6 separate regions of the Mus musculus genome follow, and all the other regions are linked to region 2. Evidence: chromatin contacts called from public ChIA-PET, Hi-C and promoter capture Hi-C data. All regions are on one chromosome and are shown on one strand. The core of a region is the stretch at or near the end of the contact, and the rest is flanking DNA. Distances in the headings are between cores, read along the strand shown. Region 1 holds the start of Borcs6 (BLOC-1 related complex subunit 6). Region 2 holds the start of Pik3r5 (phosphoinositide-3-kinase regulatory subunit 5). Region 3 holds the start of Per1 (period circadian clock 1). Region 4 holds the start of Ctc1 (CTS telomere maintenance complex component 1). Region 5 overlaps Usp43 (ubiquitin specific peptidase 43). Region 6 has its middle 23 kb from the start of Gas7.

The links. Promoter capture Hi-C pulls out the DNA fragments that hold promoters and counts their contacts. A called contact is a pair of places that touch in the nucleus more often than the background predicts. ChIA-PET counts read pairs in DNA pulled down with a chosen protein or histone mark.
Region 1: an RNA polymerase II ChIA-PET map of memory CD8 T cells shows a contact between it and region 2, with 15 read pairs. The contact joins the promoter of Borcs6 here to the promoter of Pik3r5 in region 2. A contact is called at or near these places in 3 of 115 datasets of contacts at active chromatin or transcription factors (T-cell acute lymphoblastic leukemia, memory CD8 T cells and pancreatic cancer cells).
Region 3: an RNA polymerase II ChIA-PET map of memory CD8 T cells shows a contact between it and region 2, with 72 read pairs. The contact joins the promoter of Per1 here to the promoter of Pik3r5 in region 2.
Region 4: an RNA polymerase II ChIA-PET map of memory CD8 T cells shows a contact between it and region 2, with 8 read pairs. The contact joins the promoter of Ctc1 here to the promoter of Pik3r5 in region 2. A contact is called at or near these places in 1 of 484 Hi-C or Micro-C datasets (CD8 T cells) and 1 of 115 datasets of contacts at active chromatin or transcription factors (memory CD8 T cells).
Region 5: a contact with region 2 is called in a promoter capture Hi-C map of hippocampal neurons, with 3 times the contacts expected there. The contact joins the enhancer-like site here to the promoter of Pik3r5 in region 2. A contact is called at or near these places in 7 of 39 promoter capture datasets (3T3-L1-derived adipocytes, the C10 cell line, embryonic stem cells and 2 more), 2 of 115 datasets of contacts at active chromatin or transcription factors (large pre-B cells and pancreatic cancer cells) and 1 of 9 other capture datasets (embryonic stem cells).
Region 6: a contact with region 2 is called in a Hi-C map of B cells, with 8 read pairs. The contact joins the enhancer-like site here to the promoter of Pik3r5 in region 2. A contact is called at or near these places in 1 of 39 promoter capture datasets (pre-B cells), 1 of 484 Hi-C or Micro-C datasets (B cells) and 1 of 115 datasets of contacts at active chromatin or transcription factors (microglia).

The regions. Positions count from the first base shown.
Region 1 is chr11:69,056,295-69,061,189 of GRCm38.p6, forward strand. Borcs6 (BLOC-1 related complex subunit 6) reads left to right here and starts at 3,481. Exons shown (of 1, transcript NM_028005.3): 1 at 3,481-4,895. The coding sequence starts at 3,504. The coding sequence ends at 4,586.
Region 2 is chr11:68,429,917-68,434,672 of GRCm38.p6, forward strand. Pik3r5 (phosphoinositide-3-kinase regulatory subunit 5) reads left to right here and starts at 2,209. Exons shown (of 19, transcript NM_177320.2): 1 at 2,209-2,346. Gm32046 (a long non-coding RNA gene) reads right to left here and starts at 2,169. Exons shown (of 2, transcript XR_388771.3): 1 at 1,995-2,169; 2 at 772-1,762.
Region 3 is chr11:69,096,198-69,100,822 of GRCm38.p6, forward strand. Per1 (period circadian clock 1) reads left to right here and starts at 2,752. Exons shown (of 23, transcript NM_011065.5): 1 at 2,752-2,811; 2 at 4,312-4,625. The coding sequence starts at 4,445.
Region 4 is chr11:69,012,871-69,017,623 of GRCm38.p6, forward strand. It overlaps Ctc1 (CTS telomere maintenance complex component 1), which reads left to right and starts at 3,041. Exons shown (of 23, transcript NM_001013256.2): 1 at 3,041-3,295. The coding sequence starts at 3,263.
Region 5 is chr11:67,886,907-67,891,745 of GRCm38.p6, forward strand. Usp43 (ubiquitin specific peptidase 43) reads right to left here. Exons shown (of 15, transcript NM_173754.4): 7 at 4,444-4,579; 8 at 844-955. Among named protein-coding and RNA genes, the nearest start is that of Usp43, 33 kb to the right of the region's middle. Within about 2 kb of position 1,900, at least 7 of the 459 cell types and tissues checked have an H3K27ac peak or open chromatin away from gene starts, as enhancers often do. A contact at or near this core is called in hippocampal neurons, where this site is marked.
Region 6 is chr11:67,560,877-67,565,383 of GRCm38.p6, forward strand. It overlaps a transcript of Gas7 not described here. Among named protein-coding and RNA genes, the nearest start is that of Gas7, 23 kb to the right of the region's middle. Within about 2 kb of position 2,560, at least 117 of the 459 cell types and tissues checked have an H3K27ac peak or open chromatin away from gene starts, as enhancers often do. A contact at or near this core is called in B cells, where this site is marked.

The sequences.
Region 1 (4,895 bases), core at 2,231-4,730, 630 kb after region 2:
TCAACAATGGGAAAGTGAGCGTAAAAGGGAGTTGTTTAAGGGATTTGAGTTGTTGTGTTTGGGGATGGGGAGAGTAGGATAGAAGATTCTCTAAGATGTCTAACAACGTGAGAGTGGTTCAGGTAGCACCAGGGCAAATCAGTTTGACCCTTTCTCAGGAAGCTGGAAATCGAGGTACTTCAAGATCCACCTAATTCGCTCTTGGGTGCATACCCAAAGAACTCTAAATCTTACAACAGAGATACTTTTTTGTTGTTGTTTTTTCGAGGCAGGGTTTCTCTGTATAGCCCTAACTGTCCTGGAACTCACTCTGTAGACCAGGCTGGCCTCCAACTCAGAAATCCACCTGCCTCTGCCTCCCAAGTGCTGGGATTAAAGGCATGTATCACCATTGCCTGCCTCTGAGATACTTGCTTATCTATTTTCATTTATTGACAGAATTGGAAATAGCCTAGATAGCCATCGACTGATGAATGGATACTGAAAATGTGGTCCATTTACGCAGGCCAATATGATCCAACTATTTAGAAAGAAGAGATTTTGACATGGCAGGTGAATAGATACAGCTAAGAAAAAAAAACCATCCTGTATGAGGTACCCAAGCCCCAAAAGACAAAGAGCGTGGGTTTATTTGTCAATGTTACCTTTTAAGCTAACTTATGTGTACTACGGTCTTAATAAGCAGAGGCTAGGTATTGTGGTAGTTTGAATAAAAATGGCACCCGTAGGCCCATAGGGAGTGGCGCTATGAGGAGGAATGGTTTTGTTAGAGTGGCTGTGGCTTTGTAGGAGGAGGTGTGTCACTGTCTCTCCTGATGCCCGTGGATCAAGATGTAGAATTCTCAGCTACCTGTGCAGCGCCATGTCTGCCTTGATGTCATCATGCTTTTTGATATGATGATAATGGACTAAACCTCTGAAACTCTAAGCCAGTTCCAATTAAATATTTTGTGAGAGTTGCCCAGGGTGGGGGGGTGGGGGCACTGGAGAGAAGGCTCAGCCATTAAGAGCATTGGCTGCTCTTCCAGAGGTCCTGAGTTCAAATCCCATCAACCACATGGTAGATCACAACCATCTGTAATGGGTTAATATGTAATGGTGGGCAGCTACAGTGTAATCATATATATAAATTAAGTCTTTTTTTTTTCCTTTTTGATTTTTTGAGACAGGGTTTCTCTGTATAATCCTGGCTGACCTGGAACTCACTCTGTAGACCAGGCTGGCCTCGAACTCAGAAATCCACCTGCCTCTGCCTCCCGAGTGCTGGGATTAAAGGCGTGCGCCACCATGCCCGGCTTAAGTCCTTTTTTTTTTTTTTTTTTTTTTTTTTTTTTAAAGCAGCTTGTGTTTAAAAGTATAAGGAGGGTTGGTTGGGACTGAGAAGTCAGGAGAATAGAGAATTAAACAAAAAAGAAGTTGCTGTGGTCATGGTGTCTCTTTTATAGCAATTGAAACCCAAACTAAGACAGGTACTTAGACAGGGAAATAGAATATACTGTTATGGAGAGCCAAAGGGGAAACTAGGAGGATTAAATGGATCAAGGAAGGAAGGAAGGAAGGAAGGTAAAGGAGGAAATATGGGGAGGGACAGCTAACACTAAAGGACATTTAAAACCATATGGAAACCTACTATAGAGGCTCCCTAAGACATGTACATATACAAAAGGAATCTAAATGGAGTCACCAAATAGGGAAGACAATGTCCCAACTAAACCTTATGACACCAACTAAAATCTCCACTATCACACCAAATGTCATCTTATTTTGCACACCTTTGGCATGAAGAAGAGGAGGAGAAAGTAATTATAGTAGCAGTAGTAATAGTAGTAGAAAACAAAAGACTTGCAAAAGATGGCTTCTTTTGAAGGAAAAAGAGCTCAAGAAACGAGCAAGGAACACAAGAATAAAGACAGGGCTGGGCATGGTGCCGCACGCCTTTAATCCCAGCACTTGGGAGGCAGAGGCAGGCGAATTTCTGAGTTTGAAGCCAGCCTGGTCTACAAAGGCCCAGGGCTACACAGAGAAACCCTGTCTCGAAAAACAAACAAACAAACAAAACAAAACAAATTTAAAAAAGAATAAAGACAGGGTGAAGGGATGCAAAAAAAAAAAAAAAAAAACAGGAAGATTCTGCAATTACTAGCCACAGTGATTGTGCACACTTTCCACACAGGATTCAGTTTCAAAAACAGGAACAGGTGTCCTTCTGCCTTTAACCCCAGCCAGAACTTGGGAGGCAGAAGCAGAAAGATCTCTGTGATGTGAGTTTGAGGGCAGCCTGGTCTACAAAGCTACTTCCAGGACAGCCGGGGGTATACAAAGATTCTAAACCAAGGAAGAATATTAATTCATTGTTTTGCTAACTAGAAGGGTCCCAGAGCTTTGGCTGTGTTGCAGTTGACGACTTTTCTACCATTTGATTCCTGTCCCACGGCCCTTGGAAAGACTCTCCATCTGTTACAGAAACCACAGTGCCCTGGGAATGTGGCCCGGGGGTCCTGAATCTTCGATCTGGATGTTGTTAATCCTCTCCCTTCTCATTTATTTTAGCCCTGGTGTCTTCTCTCTGTCCTTCCCCCACACTCCGTACCCCAGCGTTTCTTGTTTATATCAAACCTCTTTGCCTCTGAGGTTTCCTCCCTCTGTCAGCAAGCTGAGTTGATGCCCTTGATAGTTCCCATCAGAGACCTTTCCCGACCGAGGCCTCATCTAACTAGTCCTTCTTACTCTCAATCACAGCCCTTTATTTTCCCGAGCGTGCTTATCAAAACGTCTGATTCTTTCACCTATGGAATATTTTCTCTTGTGACAACAAACAAACAAACAACCCTCAATATTATCCTCCAATGAGAGAAATGCTCTACGCAGAGGGGACAGGAGGCCGAAGAGTGACAAAAGCACAGGAAAGTCCACGACCTGCAATTCCCCTGCACAGTGAGTCACTCTGGGCGCTTCAACGATCAGTCTGTCAATGTTTCAAGGATGGAACCAATCAGCCCCGTTCCGCTGGGAATTCCGGCTTTCTCTCTCTTGGCGCTGCTGTTTTTCTTTCTCGGTTTTCTAGCTCGGTTCGGTCCAACCCTGAGCATCCAAGAACCCCTAGAGCTTCCAAAAACGATCCCCGGTGGAGTGCGACTGCTCGGCGGTAATTCCGGACGACACCACCGTGGACATAGAGCCTAAGCTCCGCCCCGGTGGGACTCCGGCGCTCCGGGGCTCGGGTCTTTTAAGACCCGCCCCCTCAACTTTCCGAAGGGGCGGGGCCCCGCGCACAGCTGTCACCCCGGAGCTGCCACCCGACTGGCTTTCACTTGTGTTCTGCAGTTCAATAACAGCCCTCCTCCCGGAACTTCCTGGGGTGGCGACCAATCACAGAGCTCTTCCTGTCCGGACCATTATCATCCGGCTGCCAATCGGCGCGCCTCCGCCAACGCCCCTTAAAGGCGCCGCCGCTGACCGGGGAGCCCGGCGGACGACTCGCGGTTCCGGCCCCCACCCTCAGTATGGAGGCCGCCCAGGGGCGGCTCGGGCCGGAGCCGGAGCTTTCGGTCGGAGCTGAGCACCAGGCCGCGACTTTCAGCGGCAGGCCGTCCCGAACGCCCTCGAAGCCGCCCTCAGTCCGGACGCTGTCCGGGGAGGAAGAGGCTGAGAGCGTTGGGGTCTCGAGCCGTCATCCCCGAGCGTCCCCAAAGACTTGGAGCGGCAGCATCGCCCATGGGCCGGAGCTGGACACTTGGGAGGACAAGCCGAGCTCCCGGGCGACGCCGTCAGGGGCCCGGGGACGCCGGGGGGTGCCAGGTTCCGAGCACGCCCCGCCCCCGTCCTCCTGGTACCCGGAGCCGGAGCCCAGCGAGGATCAGCCCTCCGCTCTGAGGGTCTGCCGTCGAGGGAGCCCCGGAGGCGTCGAGATGAATGTGGAGCTGCCGCAGCAAGAGGGTGACGACGACGACGACGAGGACGAAGAGGCGGCGGCGGGTAGGGCTGGCCGCTCCTTCCCCAGCCGCCTTCAGGACAGCCGCAGCCTGGACGGGCTGAGTGGGGCGTGCGGTGGAGGGGGGTCTTCATCCAGTGGCGAGACCGGCGCGGGCGGAGGACGTCGCGCCACTATCTCCAGCCCCCTAGAGCTGGAGGGCACGGTGAGCCGCCACGGCGACCTTACTCACTTTGTGGCCAACAACCTACAACTCAAGATCCGACTGAGTGGCGCCCCACCACCCGTTCCCCCTGCCTCTGTGCGGCCCTGCCTAACGCCCGCACCCACCCCCACCATCCCTCCCATCGACCCGGACGTGCTGAGGGATCTGGAGCGGCTGAGTCGCGAGCTGGGCGGCCGGGTAGACCGTCTGCTTCGCGGGCTGGGTGGTGCGGTGCAAGAGCTGACAGCGTTGAGTGTGGGCTGTATCCAGACCTACCGCGACGCGGTGGACTCCTTAGGTGAAGCCGTGGACATGAGCATTAAGGGCATGTACACCTTACTTGCGCGCTGCGAGGAGCTGGAACGGGCTTTGCAACCGGTTCAGGGGCTGGCACGCCAAGTCCGAGATATCCGACGCACGCTGGAGGTGTTGGAGGCCCTATGCAAGTGACCAGGAGCATAGAGGAGAGACCATGCGTAACCTGGCCAGACCAGGGTCCAGTAGGACCCTCAGGATTCTTCAAAGAGCCCTGGTGGAAACTGCTTGCTGAGGGGATGCCTGTACGTTAGAGGTTCTTCCACAAGCGTTTAGGAGGCCTGTGCCCATTCTAAGCCTATGGAGTGTGAATGGGGAAGTTGTGAGGATTCTCCTGGTGAAAAGGGATGTAGCTCTGCTTTTATTCAGTTGGCCATCTATAGCTACCCTGTTCTTCCTGACCCTTCTCCCTAAGCTAGAACACCGTCCATGGGAATACAGGCC
Region 2 (4,756 bases), core at 959-3,458:
ATTCTCTTGACTATCCCTCTGGGTCACCTTCTGCTTCCCAGCTCCTCTGGGCTCAGTCTTTTCCCAGGAATGAATGGCAACTGATATGACCTGTTGTCTGGCTATGAGTACAGACTGAATAACTGAGGGGAGGCAATATAAACAGAAATCAGACTGTGGAAGGGCAAGGAGGGATGAAAAACTCAGGGCAGACTGCCTCGTGTCCTATGTGCTGAGGTACGGTTTACCATGAGCAGATAGTTTGGCTTTTAGGAAAGCATGCTAAGAGTTTGGATGTGAGCTGGCTGACTAGGCTTCCTGTGTTGGAAGCGTCGTCCTCTGCATGGTGCTGTCAGGAGCTGGAGCCTGTGGGGAGGGAATGAGATCCCAGGGCGTCTCGGCACTGACGACTGAGGTACAGAGGTGCAGAAGCACCAGAACCACAGGTTTTCCACTCAAGAGAGAAGTCCAGGCTACCATTTTGAATGGGATGGACAGATGGACCAAAGTGCTCTGGGAAAAGAGAAGCCAACTCATGCAAACATGCAAGGCTTCCAATGCTAAAGAGAAGATGAAGAAAAAGAAGCCAGAAACAGAGGTCTGAAGTGAAGGGTCTCCAGGGACCAGGGGAGTTTCCTCAGAAAGGTAGCAACAGTAAGCCACATGCTGGATCTGGCCTTTAGGGCTTTCCTGGTGACCTTTTTCTAGAACATAGTGGACTAAATGTAAGATGAGGAAGTCAAAACAGGGCAGGCTGCTCTCTGAAAACATCAGACAACGAAGGGAAGCAGGGGGATTACAAATAGCCTTGTTTGTAAGAGGAAACAACAGAGCTGTACAGTGGTGGGAATGTAACCAGGTGGCACCACCGAGTGACAGAGGCACCCATGGGTCTTTCCAGCTGCACTGGGGACACTGCTTCTAGTGGCTGTCACTTTAATTTCTGTCCAGAAGATGCCAGGTGCTCTTGAGGTCTGGTGGTTGGCCCTGCAGGGACAACAACACACCCCAGTGTTGAAGGGAGGAAAATTTCAAACTCAACATCTGCGCCACAGCTGCTAGTAAGAAAGAGGGTGTGCCATTGGAGGGCAGCATCGCTGGGTTTCTGAGGTCCTGAGCTTCCCGGGGTTTTAGCTTTATTCTGCCTTCAGTTTTGGGAATAGCAAGAATGCAGAAGAAGTCAAACATTCCACAACTTCTCTAGCACATTCCTGGACTGTGAAATGCGCTCTTCTCTATCTTCTCCTTCAGGCACCTACTGCCAATCTTGTCTGCTTCTTTACAGTGAAGCCTGCTTCCTCCATCCCTCTCCTCCAAATGTCAACATGTTTGTGAATAAAGTAGAGACTGGGGAGAGAGTTGTATGGACCACATTGCCCACGGCCGGGCTCCTCACCTGTAAACAGGTAGTTGGGATGGAGATCACTGTGGCTAGACCTATGGTGGGCATTGAGCCCCTTCCCACCTAGTTCCAACTTCTGCGCCCGCCCAAAGGGTACTTTCTGTTTCTGTCTATTTAGGGAAGTTGCTTTTTCTTGGTATTTAGGGAGTCAGGAAAAGAAAAACCATTGGGTTTTTACATTAGCTTTCAGGTAGGGTTGTGGCTTTTGAGCAACAATAACGTATGACCTTGTGGTCGGTTCTAGATCTACTACTGGGAAGGTGGAACCCAGCTGAAGTGATGAGAGATTCTGGTACCGTGTAGAGGTGGTGGGTTGTGAGATCAGAGGTTGCAGAAGCAGTGCTGGAAGTTTGGATTGGTTGGAAGTTTCTAGGAAGATTCCTGTAGACGGAATAGAGGAATCAGGGTGCTTACTCCTCAGCACATCAGGGGTGCAGGCCTTTTAAGGGTTAAGAGCACCCGAAAAATAGAAGTAGTAGGAGGAAGTGGGGCGCTGGGTCGCATTGCGAGAAGGAAGCAGCTCATCGGAGCTTCCTCTTTCTCCTCCTTCCCCGAAGCCCCCACCCACCCCTCCTGCACAGACAAAACGCTCTTCCGCCCCACGGAACCTCACCTTACTTTTGGGGAGCTGTGTTACTCAGTACTGGTACACAAGCCGAAGCGGATGGGGTCCTAGCGCAGGGCAACTGCTTTGAGTCCTAAACTCTAGGGCTGGATGTACCGGCTTGACACAATCGAGCCACCAGAGGGCGAGAGAGCCCGGCTGGGCGGCTAGCCCTGGTCATACCCCGCCCCCAAAGCCCCGCCCCAAAGGCCCCGCCTCCCCTAGGGTTGTAGAGACCCGGCAGATGCTGGGACTTGCTGCCCGGTTCCAGCCGCTGAGCGGTGGTCGGGGGCCTCACCCCAACTGCTGAGAGTCGCCGCAGGAGAGGGGCTCGGCGCCCGGCGCCCAGCGGGGACTGCAGGTGTGTAGCTGGACAGCCAGGGGGTGCTGAGGACGCGTATAAGAGCTCGAAGCACAGCCAGAGCAGGTTGGGACCATTCTGGAGTAGTGTGCTCCAACTGCAGCCGGTAGGCTGGACAGTTGGCGACCTTCTAGTTCTATAGTTAAGGTCCACCTAGGGGACCGGGGCCCACAAACCCATGGGACAAACCCAGAGGCAGAAGGGGCGTCCCAGGACTGTTCATCAAGATTGAAGTAGCTATGCGGCCAAGTGTGTGTGTGTGTGTGTGCAGCCTCCTGCTGGGTTACAAGCCACCGTGTGCTCTGGAGTGAAGGAACCTGCCTGTCTCTGGCTCTGAACTCTCTGGAGGAACGTGGACAACAGGAGTTGTTTGGCATCAGGACCGGGGCGTTATCCTCCACCGAGCCTCAGGCTGCCCAAAGTTAGTGACTCTCAGACGCGGCTGCGGGCTGGGAATTGCGCGCCCAGCACAGTGTTTACACGCCGGAGACACGCGAGTATGAGTGTGTGAATGTATACACGTGTGTGCATGGTAGGACTGGCATGATGGCCCATCCTAGGGTGGTAGTAGTAAATATGCAAGAAGTTCAGGACAGTAGGAGGAAGGAGGCTGTTCAGAGGGAAAAGGAAGGCGAGATGAAAGCAGCAGGATGTGGTATGAAGTGAGTTAAGCCTCCTGTCGAGAGGAGGGGTGGCTTTTGGCAACAGGAGGTCTAAAAGCAGGCCAACTCACCTGAAGGCCTTTTCTGAATGGCGGTCCACTTTGCTTTCCTTGCCTGGTAAGGCCCGGTTCCCAGAGCAGAGCTATGCTCCTGTAATGCCTGTCGAGTCTTTGGAACCCAGTTGTACAGTACAGCTTTCCAAGGTGAAACACATTTTAAATAGGGTTCTTAAGCCTTGATGGGGGAGTTTGCTTGGTAAGGTGTAAGACGGAATAGAGACCTGAAGTCCAGCCAGGTTCTGGCATATGACATCTCCTTATTTGTAAAACTGGCTGTGTATGTCTGAGCTGCAGTGTCAGGTCAGAAATGAAAGAACACAACGCAATGAGAGCTTCGTGGGCAACCCTCCACTGTGATTGTTACAAGCTCTTACAAGCACATAGAATCTGTATGTTTAAAGAGACTCATTCCCACCGAGGGGCTGAACTGTGCGCTACGTAAACGTGTGTGTGTGTGTGTGTGTGTGTGTGTGTGTGTATGTGTGTGTGTGTAGCCTGGTGTTTGAGCCTTTGGTCCAAATGAGCAGCAACGAATATTACCTATAAGGATATATCCTCAATTTGGAGATGTACATGTGGTTCACATTTTATTTCCATATATCAGTTATTATTTAAAACATTTGTTATTTAATTTGTGGCTGTGGATGAGAGCGTACACGTGCAGGCTTGCTATGGTACATATGGTGGTCAAAGGGCACCTGGAAGGGGTCTGTCCTCTCCTACCCTGTGAGTCCCAGGGACTCAGGTTGTCAAGCAAAGCAGGAAGCTGTCTCATCTGCTCTGTCATTTCTGAGACAATCTCAGCCTGTGCCCCAGGCTGGCCTCCGACTCAGTAGGTAGCCGAGGCTGGCCTTGAGCTCCACTTCACACTCGAAGTTTAGCAATTAAAGTTAACAGATTACTATCATAATAAGCCCTGATATTTCTTTCTTGTCAATACACAAAGTAGTGGTGCATCTTTACAACTGATGGCATCTTACAGTTTGTTAAATACAGGGTATATTTACAGATTGGAGGGAATATTTTTTAGAGGTACATGGGTACACACAGAATTGTGTCAGTCTTCTATCTTGCATACATTTAAAAAATCGAACCTCATTGACATTTTGTGGTATCTAGGTTTTTTGTTTGTTTGTTTTTTTTTTTCTGGGTGTTAATTGTTTTTTGTTTTTTGCTTTGTTTGGTTTTTGAGACAGTCTCACTGTGTATCTCCTAGCTGACCTGAAACTCACTTGTGTATACCAGGCTGACCTTAAATTCACAGACATCTGCCTACCTCTTATACCCAAATGCTTTTTTGAATTGCTTTCAGCAGGGATTAAAAACATGCACCTCCACAGCTGGCCTGATGGGATCTAGTTTTAAAGACAGTGTTGCCTGCTTTGTTGGGTGGAACACATCCGACCTGATTCAGTAGCTTTTCCTGAACGTGATCAGATACTTTGAACCCACCCTTCTCCTTTGTACCTTGGGTCTGCTTCTGATACATTTCCCTCCATCTCTTCCATCTTTCTACAGCACGTCTCCCCCTTTGGCTACACTTCTGTGGTGTATTGGACACTGTGCTAAGTGCTTCGTGCCCTTTCATCTTGATATCCACGCTCTGAGATAGCTGTCGCTATCACTCCCGTTTTACAGATAAGGAAATGGGGTGCTGAAGCCACTCAATCAGAAAGTGCCAGACTTGGG
Region 3 (4,625 bases), core at 1,502-4,001, 670 kb after region 2:
TAAGCCAGCAGGACAAGCCATCATTAGGGCTTGAACCTTGGGCTCCATTATTAGGAAGCTGAGAATGAAGCAGACAATTAAGGCAAGTTTAGTAACTACCTACTAAGTCTTAGTTTTTCCTTATGACATCAGGGTGATACTTACCTTCAGTTGTTTGGGGGCTTACATGAGAACAATATGTGTAAAGTTCTTAGCACAGCGCTTGGATCATTTACAAACACAAACTATAAGGTAACAAAAGAATAGCGATAGAGTTGGGGATTTATGTGCATGCTGTGGCCAGAGAGCAATCTCCATCTTCTGTTTTTCTGCAAGTTTTGATGACTCCTCTTTTCCCTCTCCCTGATTTTTTTTTTTTTTTTTTTTTTTTTTTTGGGCTTCGGGCACCAGCCCAAATTCCATCATTCCTCCCTGTATTCCTCTCCCAAGATCTGGGCCCCAGACTGAGGCAATTTGCTGTGTCCCAGTTTGACTTCATCTTAAATCCATTCTCTCTGACCACCCCCCCCCCCCCCACCTATTCTGTGCTGTAATAGTAACTAGAAAGTCTGCCTCTAAAGAGGGGCCCCAGGGAAGGAGCAAAGGTGCGTTCTCTCTCAGAACCTAGGCCTCCAATTTACCCGCCCTAGCTCTTTGGTACCTGGCCAGCAACCGTGTACAGTCTGGTGACGGGGAAAAGCCAATGCCAGGAGTTTTAAGACCCAGCTGAGGGAGGGTAAAAGTAGGTCCCGCAAAGAGAACCAGGCATGGGGGCGGGGGAGGGGGACCCCCTTCCTCCTAACTGTCTCTCCAGGAATTTTTGGCTTTTGTACAGGACCGCTGTCGTTGGGTTGGGGGAGGCGCCAAGGCTGTGTGCATGTCCTGGGCCATCAGCCAAGAGAACACGATGTTCCCTAGTGCGCTGGCCGCCGCCCTCTGGGGCTGGCCGCCTCCCAAACCGCTGCCTCTCCAGCCTCCCTGCCCCACATTCCCCAGCTGCCTCGCCCCGCCTCCTGCCTCCGCTTTGACGTCACCTCCCTCTCCTGCCCCCGCTTCTCCATTGACGGCAGCAGAGCCTGGTTACTGTGGGGGACTGATGAGGCCCGACAGCCTGGGCCTTGGGATCAGGTTGGGGCTGTTTGGAGTGCTGAAACCTTTTGTCTGTGTAAATGACAGATAGGGAAGTGGGCGAGCAATGGCTGCTTGGGTCAGAGGAATCACACCTAAATCCTTGAGAGCTGTGGAAAGAGAAAGGGGTCTGGAAAAAAAAAAAAGGACAGCACACGGTCACAACGCAGTACGAGGGGGCAGGAGAGCAGCATCATTTTCAGGAGGAGGAAGCTGAGCACTCAGCCTCCCGTGTCTTTTGTTTTCTGTGTTTCCCTGCTTCTGTTTTTCTGGGTTATTTTATAACAGGTCTGTGTCCCAGCATTTCTATAGAACCTTGTCTCGCCCGCCTCCTCTAAGGGAAACACCATTGTTAAGGAAAGCTTTAGCCACGTGACAGTGAGGGGCGTGCACTTAACAGCTGATTATGTCAGCCGCTGCGTGTTGGCCTCTTCACTTGCCACCTACGTTTGCAGGGAAGCCTGAGAACTACTCAGCCCAGGCCTAGGGAAGGGGACTCTGTCACTGTAGCTCTCCTGGACCCAGACTGGCATGTTGTCCCCCCCTCCCCAAAATCGAGTCTCTATTCTCTTTTTATGAATCAATGCTCTACTTTTCTTTTGAAAACATAATTTGTTGCCTCCTCTCCTGAGGCTCTCTCTCCCCTACCTATCCTTAATAGAAACAGAGCCATCCTGTTTACCGAGCATCTACTGTCAGTCCTGACGCTGAGACGTACTTACCTTACTGCTGAGAATACAGTAAATGAGACAGATGGGCTTGCTGCTGGGTTCATGAACCTTGGCTTTTGTATTCTAAGCAGCAGGAATAAAAAGCCCAATAAAAAGCCCTTGCCACCCAGCCACCCATCCTTTTTCTGCCTACTGCTGCAACTGCCCTCTCTGCTGCCCCTTTTGTAGTACTGGCTTCCTGGTCCCCACTTTTGGGGCAGCCCTAAATGTGGGTGGCTGCATCCTCTGCAGAGGCAGCACTAGTCACCAAGTAGGCTTCCTGGAGACCTTTTCTCTGATTGGCTAGTGAAGCACCTGCTTTTGTTTCCTTTCACAGTAGCCATTGGCTTTCCCTGTCCTTTCCGTTTGTCCGTATCCTTCCATCACCCACTCACCCCTTAACGACACGTGGGCCCTCAATTGCCCTTCTCTCAGGATCTGAAGGGTCAGAGGAAAGGGTTGGATTCTTTATAACAAGGCTGGGGAGAGGCCAGGGAATGTCAGTCTAGGTTTTTCTCTCTCCCACTTCCCTTGGGTAGCAGACATTTCATTCACCCGGCACCAGGACAGGTGTCTTGTTCTGCCAAGCTGGTCAGTTTAGGAAGTAGGTTTCTCTTGAGCACTTCCTGTGGCCCAGGTATCCTCCCTGAAAAGGGGTAGTTTCCCTCCCTCACTTCCCTTTCATTATTGACGGTGTGAGACATCCTGATCGCATTGGCTGACTGAGCGGTGTCTGAGGCCCTTCAGCCCAGCACCAGCACCCAAGTCCACGTGCAGGGATGTGTGTGACACAGCCCTGACCTCAGTGGGGGCCAGTAGCCAATCAGATGCCAGGAAGAGATCCTTAGCCAACCGGGGGCGGGGCCTGCGGCTCTTCGGGCAGAAGGCCAATGAGGGGCAGGGCCTGGCATTATGCAACCCGCCTCCCAGCCTCGCGGAGCTTCTGGGTTGCGGGCCGAAACGGCAAGCGGATGGAGGGCGCTCGAACGGCCAGGTAGGGATCCCTGCTGCAATCCTAGGGTTAGTCTTTGTCCCGGAGCTTGGCCGCCACTACTTCCAACGTGATGGGTCGCTTTCAGCTCTCAGAGAGCAAAACAATAATCTGCCTTTCCTGTCACTATCCACCCTTCCCCGCCCCTGGGCCCTAGGTGTTCAACTCAACCCGTCACGGGTTGTCTGCGTTTGTTATTCGTTCACCTAATCTCCTCCTCTGCTCCTCCAGAGCAGCCATCCTGAACCTAAGAGACCTTTAGCGAACACGACCCCTTTACACATTGCTCGACACTCGGGAGTCCATGGGTTTGCCCTAGCCCAAAGACCCCCTTCAGGCTTCTGCGCTCCCTGTCTTCCTCCCTCCAATTCCTGGCCTCGTGCCGGTCGTGATGTCAACCGCTTCAGGCTGGAACATCCTGTTCTCAGCGCTAGTTCTTGCTGTTGGCCACAGCCTTCCTTCCCTTTTCTCCTGGCGCTCAGAAAATACTTGGGATGGGGGTGTGGTTAGACAGGGAGTAGAGGAAAAACTATATATGCTGGTTGTTGTGTGTCCCCTATCTATGTGGTAGTAGGGTTAACTAGAAAAGTAAGGGACGAAGGAAGATGCCTGAGTCGTTGCCTATGGCAAGTGGTAACTCCAGTCCTGGTGTTTGGGAGTGGGCAGGGGCTTGAGAAAGAAAAGCAGTGTCTTGATCAGAATAATGTTCGAGGCAAGAGCGAGGATGGGGGCGTTTCCACAAAGAGCAGAGGCCGAGTGGGGAAGCTAGGACTTGCTCCTGGAGTTCCTCTAGTTTGTTACTCTTCACATGGCTCCTAGGCTCTTTGGGCCCTGGGAATTTGTTATGGTGGGTGTTCTTCTCCTCCCCGCTGCCCTGAACCTTGTTAGCCAGTATGAGGGTGTGTTGGCCAGTATAGGACTGGGTCTGTTTCCCACTTCCACGAAGATGGGGATTGGGGGAGGAGTCGTTCCTGCCCTCCTGTGGTCCCTCCAGCAACCGCTGAGCTCAGCGGCTGACGTCGGTTTCCCTGGCGACCGCGGCTGTGGCGGAAGCGCGTGGTGGGGCCAGGCACATCGGCGCGCATGTGCAGCGGGGGTGGCACCGCCCCCGGATAAAATTAGCCCGGAAGCCTAAATATAGGAGGCGATCAGCTCACCCCCTGCTCCGAGGCCTCAGAGTCCCAGACCAGGTGGGGACCTGATGAGAATTTGGGCATAGGAAACCTGCAAGCTTTGACCCTCAGCTACTGTTCTAGTCGATTGTTCAGGCTGTACTCATTCCACACTGGCAAGGGGTGTAAGAGATGGCCTACGAGAGCTGCCTTTCTACCTGTGGTATCCTTAGGTCCCCCTAAGGAAATAGAACATATTTCTATTGCAAGCCCCAGGCCTGAGTCACAACAGTGAGGGGCAGGCAGAGGAAGGACTGGGTGTAGCCAGCAGATGCTGTGGGGTTAATAGCTCAGCTTTTGCTAAACATTCCTTTTTGGTTTCTTTTTCTAGGTGTCGTGATTAAATTAGTCAGCCCTCAGAGACAGGCGTCCTACCTCCTTTATCCAGACCTCAAAAGCCCCGTTGTGCACCCGTGGTGGCTTCTTCACCTTCCCTGTTTCGTCCTCCACTGTATGGCCCAGACATGAGTGGTCCCCTAGAAGGGGCCGATGGGGGAGGAGACCCCAGGCCCGGAGAACCTTTTTGTCCTGGAGGAGTCCCATCCCCTGGGGCCCCGCAGCACCGGCCTTGTCCAGGCCCCAGCCTGGCTGATGACACTGATGCAAACAGCAATGGCTCAAGTGGCAATGAGTCCAACGGACCCG
Region 4 (4,753 bases), core at 1,791-4,290, 580 kb after region 2:
TGGACATTATGCCCCTCCTTAGAATTGGGAACAGAACACCCATGGAAGGAGTTACAGAGACAAAGTTTGGAGCTGAGACGAAAGGATGGACCATCTAGAGACTGCCATATCCAGGGATCCACCCCATAATCAGCTTCCAAACGCTGACACCATTGCATACACTAGCAAGATTTTGTTGAAAGGACCCAGATGTAGCTGTCTCTTGTGAGACTATGCCAGGGCCTAGCAAACACAGAAGTGGATGCTCACAGTCAGCTAATGGATGGATCACAGGGCTCCCAATGGAGGAGCTAGAGAAAGTACCCAAGGAGCTAAAGGGATCTGCAACCCTATAGGTGGAACAACATTATGAACTAACCAGTACCCCGGAGCTCTTGACTCTAGCTGCATATGTATCAAAAGATGGCCTAGTCGGCCATCACTGGAAAAAGAGGCCCATTGGACACGCAAACTGTATATGCCCCAGTACAGGGGAACGCCAGGGCCAAAAAAAATGGGAATGGGTGGGTAAGGAAGTGGGGGGGAGGGTATGGGGGACTTTTGGGATAGCATTGGAAATGTAATTGAGGAAAATATGTAATAAAAATATTAAAAAAAATAAATAAAGGAGGCTGAAGTTGTAAAAGAGGCTTTAATATTGGGTGTGGGGGATTCATGCTTTGAAGAAAAGAGAAAAAAATACGCATCTCTGATATAATAGGGGATATAGTTTTAAGTTCCACGTTTTTGTGTGTACAGGATAGCTTGTAACCCAGGCTGACCTTGAATCCCTGATATTCCTATCTTCATTTCTCAAGTGCTAATTGTGGAGTTGTAACATCAAATTTTCACTGTATCGTTCAAGCTGTCCTTGACATAATCTTTCTAGGTGGCTGAAACTACAACAAACCACCACACTGGCTCCAAACGGTTTTTTTTTTTTTTCCTGATTTTTCGAGACAGGATTTCTCTGTGTAGCCCTAGAACTCACTCTGTAGATCAGGCTGGCCTTGAACTCAGAAATCCGCCTGCCTCTGCCTCTGCAGTGCTGGGATTAAAGGTGAGTGCCACCACGCTCGTGCCACCACGCTCGGCCAAACTTTTCTTTTATCAAGAGCTTATGAACCTGTCCTGCTGATACAAGCCTATAATCTCCCCAGAGGAGACAGGAAGATCAGGGGTCCCCCTTGGCCAAAGAGCAAATTCAAGATCCAATATGGTGCTATAGGATACACCACCTGTCTCAAAACAACAAACACAACAGAAACATAAAACAACAAAACAAAACAAAAACAAACAAACAAAACCTCTAAAAAGCCTGTTACTGAAGGCAATGCTAGTCATTGACTAGGTAGCTCCATTTTGCTTTTAAGTAGACACTGGGTGTTTATTTATCATTTTCTTTTTTCCTTCCTTATGAAGTTGAGTCTTTCCTCCCTTCAGTAAATTTGAATGTCAGGATCAACAGGCCTGCTTGAAGAATGTCTTAAAAGAAACTAATAAAACCCCTTAAACAGAGACTCTCTTGTGCTACAAAATCTTTAGTTGAGACACGGCTACTAGGGTGGGGCTTTTGCCCCAACTTCTCTTTCATCACCACAGTGCATATTTCATGACAGAAGGAGTTGTTTGCATCAAAAGTGAAGCTGAATGAAGGGATACAGTAATTTGCAGGTGTAATACTTTGTTGTTTTTCTTTTGTTTGTTTGTTTCCAAACAGGGTTTCTCTGTATAGCCCTGGATGTCCTGGGACTCACTCTGTAGACCAGGCTGGCCTGGAACTCAGAAATCCACCTGCCTCTGCCTCTGCCTCTGCTGGGGTTAAAGACATGCGCCACTACTGACTGGCTACTTTGTTGGTTGTTTTTTTTTTTTTTTTTTTTAATGTAACCCTGGCTGCTTTAAACTCAGGAAGATTCTCCTGCCTCCTGAATGCTGGGATTACTGCACTGCCACATGGTTCCTTTTCTATCTTGCTTTTTATGTGTTTGAGTGTTTTGCTTGCATGAATGTATGTGTACCACGTGTGCAGTTACTCAAAAGGTAGCGCCAGAGCCGGGCCACCTTTAATCCCAATACTCGGGAGGCAGAGGCAGGTGGATTTCTGAGTTCGAGGCCAGCCTGGTCTACAAAGTGAGTTCCAGGACAGCCAGGGCAATAGAGAGACCCTGTCTCGAAAGACAAAAAAACAAAACAAAACAAAACAAAACAACAACAACAACAACAAAGGTAGCGCCAGGTCTCCTGGAACTGGAATGCCAGACAATCTCCTCGCTTTGCTTTTTCTTCCTTTCTTCTTCCTTTCTTCCTTCCTTTCTTTCTTCCTTCCTTCCTTCCTTCCTTCCTTCCTTCCTTCCTTCCTTTCTTTCTTTCTTTCTTTCTTTCTTTCTTTCTTCTCCATATATTTTGCCTGTTTTCCCGTCAATCTCCTTGCCTCAGAACAAGAGGGTTTTTGTTTTGTTTTCTTCAATGAATATACCCCGATCCTATGTGCCTGCCACATAGATGAATTCTGTTTCCTCCGCCAGTACTGAGCTCTTGATTGCCTGACTGACTGAATTAGGAAAAGCAAAGGCTTTCATGAATTGAGTCACATATGGCCACCAAATTCTTTAGCAAAAATTAGTTCTAGACATTAGAGTAAAAAACAAATTTAAAAAGACTTGCTAAATGCAGCAGTGGCTTAAGTCCACTGCACATATCACATATGCTAATGGTGTCCCGTGGCTCCCTTTTTTGTCCTCACTTCGTAGTTCTGGCTGGCCTGAAATTCACTATGAAGAGCAGGTTAGGCTGAAACTCAAAACTCGCAGAGATCCCCCTGCCTCTGCACCCGGATTGCTGGGATTAAAGGCACATGCGATATCCCATCTAGTCTGTGGCTACTTTTAAATTGCACATCTCTGCTTGACAAGATCAGGGAGACTGAAAATTTTAGGTGTTATGAGCCAAGTGACTGTGCGCTCGAGCGGTCTCCCGCCCGCCCCACCCCACGTGAAACACTAGGATCCGGACGCGCCGTCACTATAGAAGGAAAACAGGCCAGATCTGGTGACGCACATCTGTAATTCCCGCCTTTAGGAGTCAGAAGCGGAAGGGTCGCTGCAAATTTAAGGCCAGTAGGCTCCTTACGGCAAGTTCACCGCAAAAGGTCCCTGACGCCCCAGTACCCTGGTGGATGCAGAGGGAAGAGGCAGTGCTGCTCCCTGACGTCACAGGTTCCCTCCCGTGAGCACTTGCGCCCGGAGTTCGCGCGTTCTTCAGGGTAGGGGTTTGGCTCATCATGGCTGCTTGCCGAGCACAACCACCTACCTCCGTGAGTGCTGTTTGTGTGATTCTCGTGGGTTTTTTGTTTTGTTTTCCCTTCTTGTCCTGAATTTCTTTTCTTCCTATACTCCTTCCATCCATTGCCCATGGTCTTGGCCTGGGGAGCGGAGGCTTTTCCGGCCCTTTGTTCCAGGGTCGACCTAGCCTGGAATACGTCTCCGCCCACTGTCGAAGGTTTACGCTCTGTGGGAGATTAGCCTTGCTGGTTGTTGTGGTTACAGGGGCCCTCTGATTTAGCTGGTTTGGGAAAGGAGAAACGCCCCAGTCCTTGGATGGGTACCCCGGTTAGCTAAGCGGGAAAGCATCAGAAAACGGTACTAGGCAGCAGAAGCCATTTTGCTAAGCAAGAGTTAAAGCAAATATCGTTTGAAAAGCTAAATGCCATTGGGTGGAGGTGGAGGGGTCAGAAGGAATAGTGAACTGTCTTGACTTGCTAAGCAACAACTTCTTGGTAGTTGTTAGTGGTCTTTTTATGACAGCGTCACGTTAACATCACCTGGTGCTTGCTATGTAATTCACTGGGCTAGCCTCTACATGTCTCGCACTTGGTGGCCCTTTTTGGACAAAGGAGTGGTTGTTTGAGATTTGGGTCTTACTTTACTGAAGTGTACTGTGGACGGTTGAGCTGAAAGACCATGGTTGAAAACAGAGTCTATGGTATCTTCTTCCACTACAGCAGTGTTAGTGTTGGGGTACCAGAGGTAAAGAGAAGGCCAAGCATGGTGGTTTACACCTTTAATCCCAGCACTGAGAGGCAGACAGATCTCTTGTGAGTTCGAGGCCAGTCTACATAGTGAGTTCCATGACAGCCAGCGCTATGATGAGAAACCCTGTCTTGAAGAACAAACAAACCCAAAGGAGTAAGACATTAGAATTTAAAGGGGTGGATATTGTAAATGACAGGGAGCCAGTTAAGGAGTAGCCAAGGATTCAAGCTAGCTGGCTGATCAGTGAACATGGCTTTAGTGCTGGAGTGGTTTTAAAGAGGACATTTGTGCTGCAGTGCTGGGCAGAGTGATGAGACCAGCTCTCAGGAGAGAGAACTCTCAGCTAAAGGAGAGATCCTTGAGCAACAGTCCTCTTTTAAAGGTCGTTCGTTCAAGGTAGACGATGCAGTCGGGTGTGGTGGTCCAAGCCTTTAATCCCAGCAGTTGGGAGGCACAGGCAGGCAGGCCTGGTGTATATAGCAAGTTACAGGGTAGCAAGACTCCATGGTGAAACCCTGTTTTAAAAACAACAACCACCACAGCAAACGTAGGCAATTCAAGTATTTGAGGGTATAGTGTTAGGCTTACATTATACAAAATGAATCTTGGGGTTATCCAAAATACAGACCTGTTTCATTTGATTCGGTAAATGTCCTTAGTTTCCCTTTTCCCCTCGAACAACCAACGGCAAAAGCCAAAGTCTTCCCTATGTAACTGAGTCTTCCCTCAAAATATACTGT
Region 5 (4,839 bases), core at 650-3,149, 540 kb before region 2:
GAAAGTCAGAGTTTTAAACCTCCTTTAAAACCTTTCCAGGACAAGACAAGAAGGCATTTTGTCCCTGAGCTTTTAAAGTCAGGTTCTCAAAACAAAATTATCATCCATCAATTTTCCACAGAAATTACATCTCAAGGGCTGGCAGCAATGGCTCAGTGGGCAAAGGCTCTTGCTGCCAAGCCTGGCAACCTGAGTTAAATACTTTCCACACTCACATGGTGGAAGAAGAGAACCAACTCCCCAAAGCAGTGCTCTGACCGCCACGTGTGCATCACGCACGAACATGCACAGAAACACACACAATAAGTGAATAAGTAAAAATGCATTTCAAACAAATTTAGAAAATAAAAACAAAAAATAAATTCCGTTTCAAGCCCGGGGTAGTAACTCATGCCTGTAACCTCAGAACTTGGGGAAGTTGAGGCAGGAGGACTGTCACAAGTTCAAGGCCAGCCTGGACTACAAAGTTAAGACCTTGTCTCAAGAGAGAAGGTTAGGGGAGGAGCAAAAGAGGGAAATTTTATCAAGCATCTTCAAGTTTTTACCTAGATGTCTAAACTACAATTTACTATGTGCCAGCCCCTAGTGAAAACAATGGCCAGCCATAAAGACATGAAATTGAGAATAATAACCCAAATGTTACTCTTTATTTCATTGGTCCTTATGAAAGGTGTCTCCTAATATCAGAGGTGAAAACACTACAAGCCACAAAAGAGTAACTGTTTGCACATAAGTGCCACATAAGTACGCACACACTGCACACAAGTACACATACACACAAACACATGCATGCACACACACATGCACACACACACACATGCACACACACACGTGCACACAGACCTGTGCAGAGACCTCACTCCTCATGAGGCATCGAACCTTGCTGAGAATACACTGTTGAAGCTGGGCCCAGGAGATTGTTCTATCTTCCCGAATCAAGAACGGTGGTCCAAACCTGGAAATCCAAGGAAATAAGTCATTTCTGCAGAGGAAAACCCAACAAGAGTCATGGATGTAGGATTCGCTCTGGTTCCTCTCCAGTGGATTAGAAAATTGTTAGGAGCCAAGTACAATATGGAGTTGCTGGTTGCTTATATATGTTACACACAAGCTGCAGTGCAGACTATTCTAAGAGATGAGCTTCCTTCCAGAGAACAGGGAAGAAGGGGATGTGGGAACAAGAGCAGGGCATCTAGATGACAACACTATCTGTGTCCTGTCTCAGAAATATTCTCATTACTGACAAGTTTTCCACATCCCAACCCACTGAATGTCCAGCTGTAGACTTGTCAGTGAGCACAGGATGTCCGTAGGAACCCCAGCTCTGTCACAGACACCCTCGCTGTGAGAAGATCTGACTCGATAATGCAAAACTGTTGAATCGATGTTGCTAAAGCTAGGCACAAACATGAAGGTCCCTATCTGGATAGGGAAGGGCCCTGTGCAGCCCCTGATGGACAGATCAGCTGATCAACCTAGTCCTGTGCTGTGCAGCACTCTGAGTTGCTTCCAGTTGGTTATTATTGGAACAATGCTGCTTATGGCAGGAACTACACATAGTCTTAGACACAGACCCTCCACTCTGTGGGACCACTTGTCCTCCTAGGATGGAGGTTCTATAAATAGAAAGGCAAAGCCAGTGCCACCCAAATGTCCTACAGAAAGCCGTGGCAGTTTACCAGGGAAGCAAGTATCTCTCTACTCAGGTCCCTGGATAAAGAGCCGGCTTTCTGTTTTATCATCTTGACAAGTAAGTTGCTTTGTTCTTGCTCAGAACGACTAGTGCAGATTTCCTTAGCAATCTGAAGAACTAAAATAGAATCTCCCTACTTCTGTTAGACTTTCCTCGCTGCCAAGGACACTGCATCTTTTACCCCATGTGTGTGCGTCTGTGGATTCCTCTTACCATGAGAGGTATTATCTCATCTGAGCAAGAGCTAGGTTTTCTGTAACTAAGGTGAATCCTTCAGTCTTACAAGACCTACATATTTTCCCTCATTTTCTTTTGCCTTTAAGTTTTTACATTTGGGGGTGAGGGGGTCACTGGCAAGATGGCTCAGCGGATAAGAGCACTGACTGCTCTTCTGAAGGTCCTGAGTTCAGATCCCAGCAACCACATGGTAGCTCACAAACACCCCTAATGAGACCTAATACCCTCTTCTGGTATATCTGGAGTCAGATACAGTATACTTATATATAATAATAAATAAATATTTGGGCCAGAGCAAGCAGGGACTGAGCGAGCAGGGCTGACCGGAGTGAGCAGAGGTCCTAAATATTCAATTGCCAACAACCACATGAAGGCTCACAACCATCTGTACAGCTACAGTGTACTACTCACATAAAAAAATAATAAAATAAATCTTTTCCTAAAAAGTTTTTACATTTGGTTTCAGTTTAAAATGTTAATTTTTTTGAAACATAAGCCTTCTCTTTCGTGGCCTCCTGTTTTATGTGTTATAAAAACAGCCTCTTCTACTCAAAGACATAAATAGTCTATGTTGGTTTTCTTTCTGTTTTGTCTGCTTTGTTGAGAAAGGGACTCACTCAGGGGAGTGCCAGCGTGCTCACCTACACTGCTTTCATGGTTAACTTTTCTGTGATTACTTTGTTAATTAATTGGGAATTTATATGTAAAAATTTACAGCAAAAGAAAAGATTGTTTTAAAATAAAAAGCAATTTGTTTAGCCTTAATTATTGGATAAAGCATCCATCCCCAAGACTATGAAATAAATTTCATTTTATCATATAATAAATACCTAAAGATACTTTGGCCTACTTGGTTCTGAGATTATTTTCATATACTTTTATCTACATCATAATATTTTAACAATTAAATTTTTATTGAGCTGTATATCACACTATACACCTATGATTCTAGGAGCTAAGTAGGAGGCTAAGGCAGGATTATGAATTTAGAGCCAGCCTGAGCTACATAGGGAGTTCAAGGCTAGTCTGGGCTACAGAGTAAGATCCTATTTCAAAAAAACATCAGCGGCAACAGCATTGTGGTTGTCACCATCTCTCCTTCCCCCTCCCCTGACATTCCTGGGTATTCCTACCACCTTACCATCCCAGATACCTCTTGGAACTGTTTTTATCAATCTAAGTACCTCTCAGAGGAATTCTCCTGTTTTTATTTTGTATTGTTATATAGGCTGAGCCTTGTACATACTAAGCACACACTACAGCACTGGGCCACACCAGAATTCTCTCTCTGTCTTTTAAAGTTTATTTTATTTTGTGAGTATGAATATTTTTGCCTAGATACATGATTGTGCATCACATGCATGCCTAGTGTCAGCATAGGACAAAACGAATCTCCTTGGAGTTACAGATGGTTGTGAGCCACCATGGGATATTAGGAGCCAAAGCAGGTTCTCCCGAAAAGCCACAAGGACCCTTAACCGTGAGCCGCCTCTCCAGCCCCAGACTCCTTTAAACATCTTGTTAGCATTTTAGCTGGCACATGATCCATATACACATTTACAGGGTCCATTGCAATGTTTCAATGCATGCACACACTGTAGAAGGATCAATCAGGGTCATATCTGTCAACCAAACAGTCACAATGTCCTTTAAGACACTTAATCTGACTATAATCAAAAGGTTGTCTGTTTTTGACTATTTATAATATAACCCAGTCACTCTCCTGAACTCTTTAATTAGTTTGAATCACGTTCCAGCTCATGTCTCCTGGACAAACTGTCAAACTACAAACAGTGCTGGGTTTTATTTCCTTTACCTCCACCCTTTTATTTCCCCCTAGTGACCTGTCTACCATGTAGCTCCTGCTGACCTGTAACTTGCTACGTAGCAGAGGCTGGCCTCACAATCCTCCTGCCTCAGCCTCCAGACTGACTGAGATTACAGGTGTGCACAGCCATGCTTCACTTCCCTCTTGTAGCCAGTTTTCCTGCACTGTATGGATGCTGCTAGCCTTCATGAGTCGATATAAAGTAGTAGTGGTGCGGACAGTCACAACCGCTCCTGCAATTAACGGGAAACCTCTGGTGTTTAATTAAGGATGGTGTCGCCATCTGCTTGAGGCAATTACAGCTAATCCTCTTGCTCAGAAGCACTCTGCTCTCATCTTCTACTTTATTAACAATGGGAATAGATACTTATTTTATTAAGTTAGAATTATTCTAGATAGAAACCAAGTATAGAGCCCAGTAGGGTGGTCTACTGTGTAATCCCAGCACTGGGGAGAAAGAGACAGGAAGATCAGGAGTCCTGAGGCAGTCTTGGTTACAAAGTGAATTTAAGGCCAACCTGGGCTATATGAGATGAAGAAAGAGAAGGGAGGCAGGGAAGGGGGCATTGAAGGAGGGAGGGAGGGAGGGAGGGAGGGAGGGAGGGAGGGAGGGAGGGAGACGGGTGGCAAGCACAGGTCTACAAATCCCACTTACCACATGAACACAGGGAGGAGATTCACATACCTGCTCGCCTGCTGCCCTGAGCCCACCAGGTTACAGAAGAGAAAGACCACCCTGTTCTCGCTGTGGAGAGGCCCAGAGAATCGCTGGCTGTCACGGACTGGCAAGCGCGGTGACACTGACAGACCAGACGGATGGGCTGGAGAAGAGAATGACACCAGAGCATCAAGTCACCACCGGGGGAAGGATACCTGGGACTTTGAGGGGAGAAGGTGGGGCTCCTGGCACCTGGCATACAAAATTCATATACATAGGAGTTTGTGGTTTTAGTCAGCCAATAATTTTAAAAGATGGGCCTGAGTTTGATTAGAAGATTTCAAAAGCAATCTAAAAGGCAACCTGAAATAACCTGCGTTGTTTTTATGTCTCCATCTAAGAGAACCTTAGAGCATCCCCTAC
Region 6 (4,507 bases), core at 1,310-3,809, 870 kb before region 2:
GAAGTCCAGGGGAAGTTAGCCCATCTGGGACCTACCATGGATAGAGATATTGGGACTCCAGCCTTTCCTTCCTCTTTCCCTAGTTGGTCTCCTAATGATCACCAGGTGAACAGTTTTCTCCATCACTCCTGCCAAGATGCTCCCTGCTCCACAGGACCGAGTTATGGAGGAAAAACCTCTCAGGCCATGAACCAAATTATACCTTTTATTTTATTTTATTTTATTTATTTTTTGTCAGAGTGTCAGAAAGCTAACATAATCATCTATGGGCAAGACGTTCAGTCTCAACACTTCTATGGAGAGAAGTCTTTTCCTTTGTGTTTCCTCAGTGTTCATGATTGTGGTAAGGCGAGGACTCTGAGTGGAGCTGGGTGACAGATGCCCCAGCAGCCAGCAGCAGCTAGCGAGGGTGAACATCCTTGCTAGATTTTCACTGTAACCATTTTAATGGTTACTACATGTTTCTAGCAAATGTCACTAATTTCCTATTTGAAGGTAAACATAACACTTTATTTTCGACATTCTTTAAAGGAAAAAAAAAGCATGAGTCCATTAGTAAAGAAGAAAAGCTATATTGAGTTTGCTGAAAATTATAATGGTGGTCAAAGGAAAGACAGGCTCTTGGAAGTAAGTGAATCTAGGGGTTAAAGGTCACTGGTCAAATGGACCAGAGTTCAAACCTGTTGACAGCGTGATTTTGGGCAAGTCATTTCATGTTTTCTGGCTATGGGTGACTCCATCATAAAACAGTGATATTAATAGTAAAGCAAGCTTCTTGGGTGTCAAGTGCTTGGCCCAGTGCCTGGCAGTCATTGTCAGGGGTTGTTGCTGCTACATAAAATTCTCATCCTCATGACATACTGACCCTGGAGGCTGACATTCCTGGACTGACAATGGGCAGAGGCCAGCCGTGGACCTGGGAGCTTTGTGGAGAGTAAGCACTCTGTCAACGGCATTCCAGAAACTGCCATCTGTGTAGAATTTGCTATCAGGATTTAGCCAGCCAGGGGCCAGACAGCAGGGGAGGGCCATTCTGCGGTGCATTCTACCGCTGGAAAGGAAGAGTAGATGGCATAGAAGCAGATGGGGTGGCTCAGTGGATTATGGTGATTGCTGCCAAACCTGATAACCTGAGTTCAGTTCCCAGTACCCACATGTTAGAAAGAGAGAACCAACTCCAACAAGTTGCCCTTTGGCTTCCATGTACAGACCATGGCATGTGCATCCTTCATGCTAAGTGAATAAATAAGAAAGAAAGAAAGAAAGAAAGAAAGAAAGAAAGAAAGAAGGAAGGAAGGAAGGAAGGAAGGAAGGAAGGAAGGAAGGAAGGAAAGAAAGAAAGAAAGAAAGAAAGAAAGAAAGAAAGAAAGAAAGAAAGAAAGACAGAAAGGAATCTTTAAAAAGCGCCGTTAGCATATCTGATCCTGCTTTCTTTAACAGGCCAGTTTGTGATATCACCCCTCACCTAGTGTTTGAGAAGTTTTCACTATTTCCTAGTGATGGTAGTGGTCCATCTCTTAAACTATTCCTATGCATGTACTTGATGCCAAACACCTGCTTTGCTTCTGAGAACCTGCAGCTTGGCTACATGCTAGGCACACGGTGCCTGTGTAACCAGCCCCTAATAATAATTCTGGACCCTCGAGTTACAGTAGATTGTTCTTGGGTCAGAGGGCACATTACACAGGCAGGAGGATCTGAGTTCAGAGTCTCAGCAACAAAACGAGCCAGGCGTGGCCACCCCTGTGTTTTGTTATCTCAGCTCTGTGGGAGGAGGAGATAGGAGGATTGCGGCAACTGGGCTCCAGGCTCAGTAAGAGACCCTGGCTCAAGGAAATAAGGCAGAGAGCCATAGAGCAGGACACTTGATGTCCTTTTCTGACATCCTCCTGTGTGTGGAGGGTTGGGGAAGGGGTGGCAAAGACTGGACCTGGGGACTCGTGAGTTTCCTTAGTAGACAGTGATTACAATTACACATTCTGTCACAATCACTGCTGGGGGAGATCAGCATGCCCCACATGACTCTATCTGCTGGGAGAAATTCCCTGGGGAGGACTCTAGAACTCAACTCATTTACTCAAGGATTTGCCTCTGTCTCCACAGCCCTTCAGAGGGTTATTTTGTATCCTGTTGTTGAAATAGCCCTTAGCCAGGAGCAGAGACAGTGTGTCGAATCTTATGAGTTCTATTAACCAACCATCAAACCCAGGACTGGTCTAGAGGACCCACAATATTCCGTCTCAGATTGAGACCAGCCTCGGCACCAGCAAAAGACCTTCCTAAACCAAACAGGAAGAGGTGCCACGAGGCAAGTGCTGCTCCTGAGGAGGGCCAGTCTCTCAATAACGAATAAGGTGGGGCTTGCCTTCTCGGGGTACTGGTGTGATATGGCTTCACTTCTCACTGAACAGGAGAAGCAGGAGGCCCTGTTGGGGCTTTTCACACATGGCTTATGCCTCAGCTGTGACTCATACTAAAAAGTGCTGAAGGATGGAGAACACTCTTAGTGACCAGGGTGAAGGCAGTGTCAAAGATGCCACACCCTGGTCGTTATTTGCCTGTAACCATGACTACCATCTGAGATAGTGTCAAGATTAAGGAATGTTGAGATCTGCTTCCCTCCAGGGGACCTGACTCACTTAAGAAATGTACTTTCAACGAGGGTTCAGAATACCAGGAAGGGTTTAGTACCTGACTCCAACCCACTTGAGCCAGGGTCTTGAAAGCAGAGCTATACAGACAAACAAACAACCGTGCTGTGACAGAAGAACAGGACAAGACTAGGAAGTTTTCAGACACCCTTGGCTTAAGATTGGAGGTAGAGTTGTCAGGTTGTTCTGTGGAGACCACTGGTGGGGTGGCCTCTGTTCAGACTTTCCTCTAGGTGGTCGGGAGGAGACTTAGAGAAGTGGACCCATTTGACTGGTTGGAAAACTGAGGGAAGTAGAATATAACAGGAGACAGAGGAGACCCAGCTGGCATGGGATGGATGCTTGATTCTATCAGATCTCACTAGAACATTCTAGTAAGGATGATGGTAGGACCCAGCGACAAGAGCAGGAGCTATGGCATGCAGCAGAATACACAAAAGCAGGGCAGTCATCAATGTTTCATGTCCATCTGCCCAATTAAATCGTACCACTGTATAACTTAATAACAGCATCTCTATTATTTCTGTTGTCATGGGGACTGCCTATTCCAGATATTGTCCAGAGAGATCAAGTATCTTGCCTAAGCCAGGTGTGGATTTGAACTCAGCTCCCAAGTTCATAGTAGTTGTTGCCAGTACTTTGTACGGGGTTGGTTAGCTAGCAAGGTCACGACAGTGTCATGCTCTAATATCAGTGTTCTCCTAGGCTTTAAGCTCTACCCTTTTTTCACTAATAGACCATGAAATGAATAGAAAACTACTTAGAAAGTGAACCTCTTAGGCCAACCACCTCCTCGTGTAGGGTTCATCTTAGTGCTGCAAGCATTCCGGGAACCCCCTGGCTTTCTACACTTTGGGAAACCCCAGTTCACAGTCTTTGTTTCCTCTGTAAACCACAGAGAAAAGCTATCAGCCAGGGGTTTCTGCACCACCGTTCCTCAAAGCCATTTCTGTCCTCAGAGCATGTAAGTCCTGAGACTGACACACACCGTCTTCAGGTTCAGCTCAGAGTTGAGACTGTTGGAAGGGGTTCCTCAGCACATGTCGATGAGGATCTACATGCAGACAGCAGCCTGACTCAGTGTGGTTGGGGGTGGGGCAGCTGATAGTGGCTCTCACAGATCTGTCTTTGCTTAATCCCCAGAAACATGAATTTTTTGTTTGTTTGTTTGTTTGTTTGTTTGTTAGAAGAGGTCTTAGCAGATGTATTACATACATTAAGGCTCTTGAAACTGCCCTGGGTTATCTCGGTAAACCTTGATGTAATCACAAGTGTCCTTGGCAGGGGGCTAAGGTTGAGATAGGAGTTCGAATGTTTAAGGAAGAGCATGTTGAGGAAGCCAGAGGCTGACACAGCAGTAAGAGGACCGAGCAGCCACCAGGAGCTGAAGGAGGCAAGAGCTGAGTTCTATCACTTCTTAGTGGACATCCTACTCAAGTTGACTTTCAAGGAAAAAGGATTTTCCAGCTTGATATAACTGATCATTCCCTGGAAGTTTAGCTTCAGACAAGGTTTGATCAGGTAGCTTAGCAAATGTTAGCACACTACAAAGTTTTTGCCCTTGCTTCTTCCTTCTCTTTTCTCCATCCCTGTCTTTTCCATTGACTCTATTCCTTGGTGAGCTGTCTGGAAACCCACCCTCAACTTTCAAGCTTGCTTCTCATCATAATACCTCTTTTCCTTAATAATTCCAACCAGGGTCTAAGGATTCATTCTCATAGGTCTGTCTTGGGTCATGGGCACATCATTGAAATCGTTGCTCTGGCCAAGGCACAAGATCTCCTAATTACCCAAGCTGAAGCCATTGGTCCCAGAAACTGTGAGCATTGAAAACAGAAACTTGTGGATCTCTTACC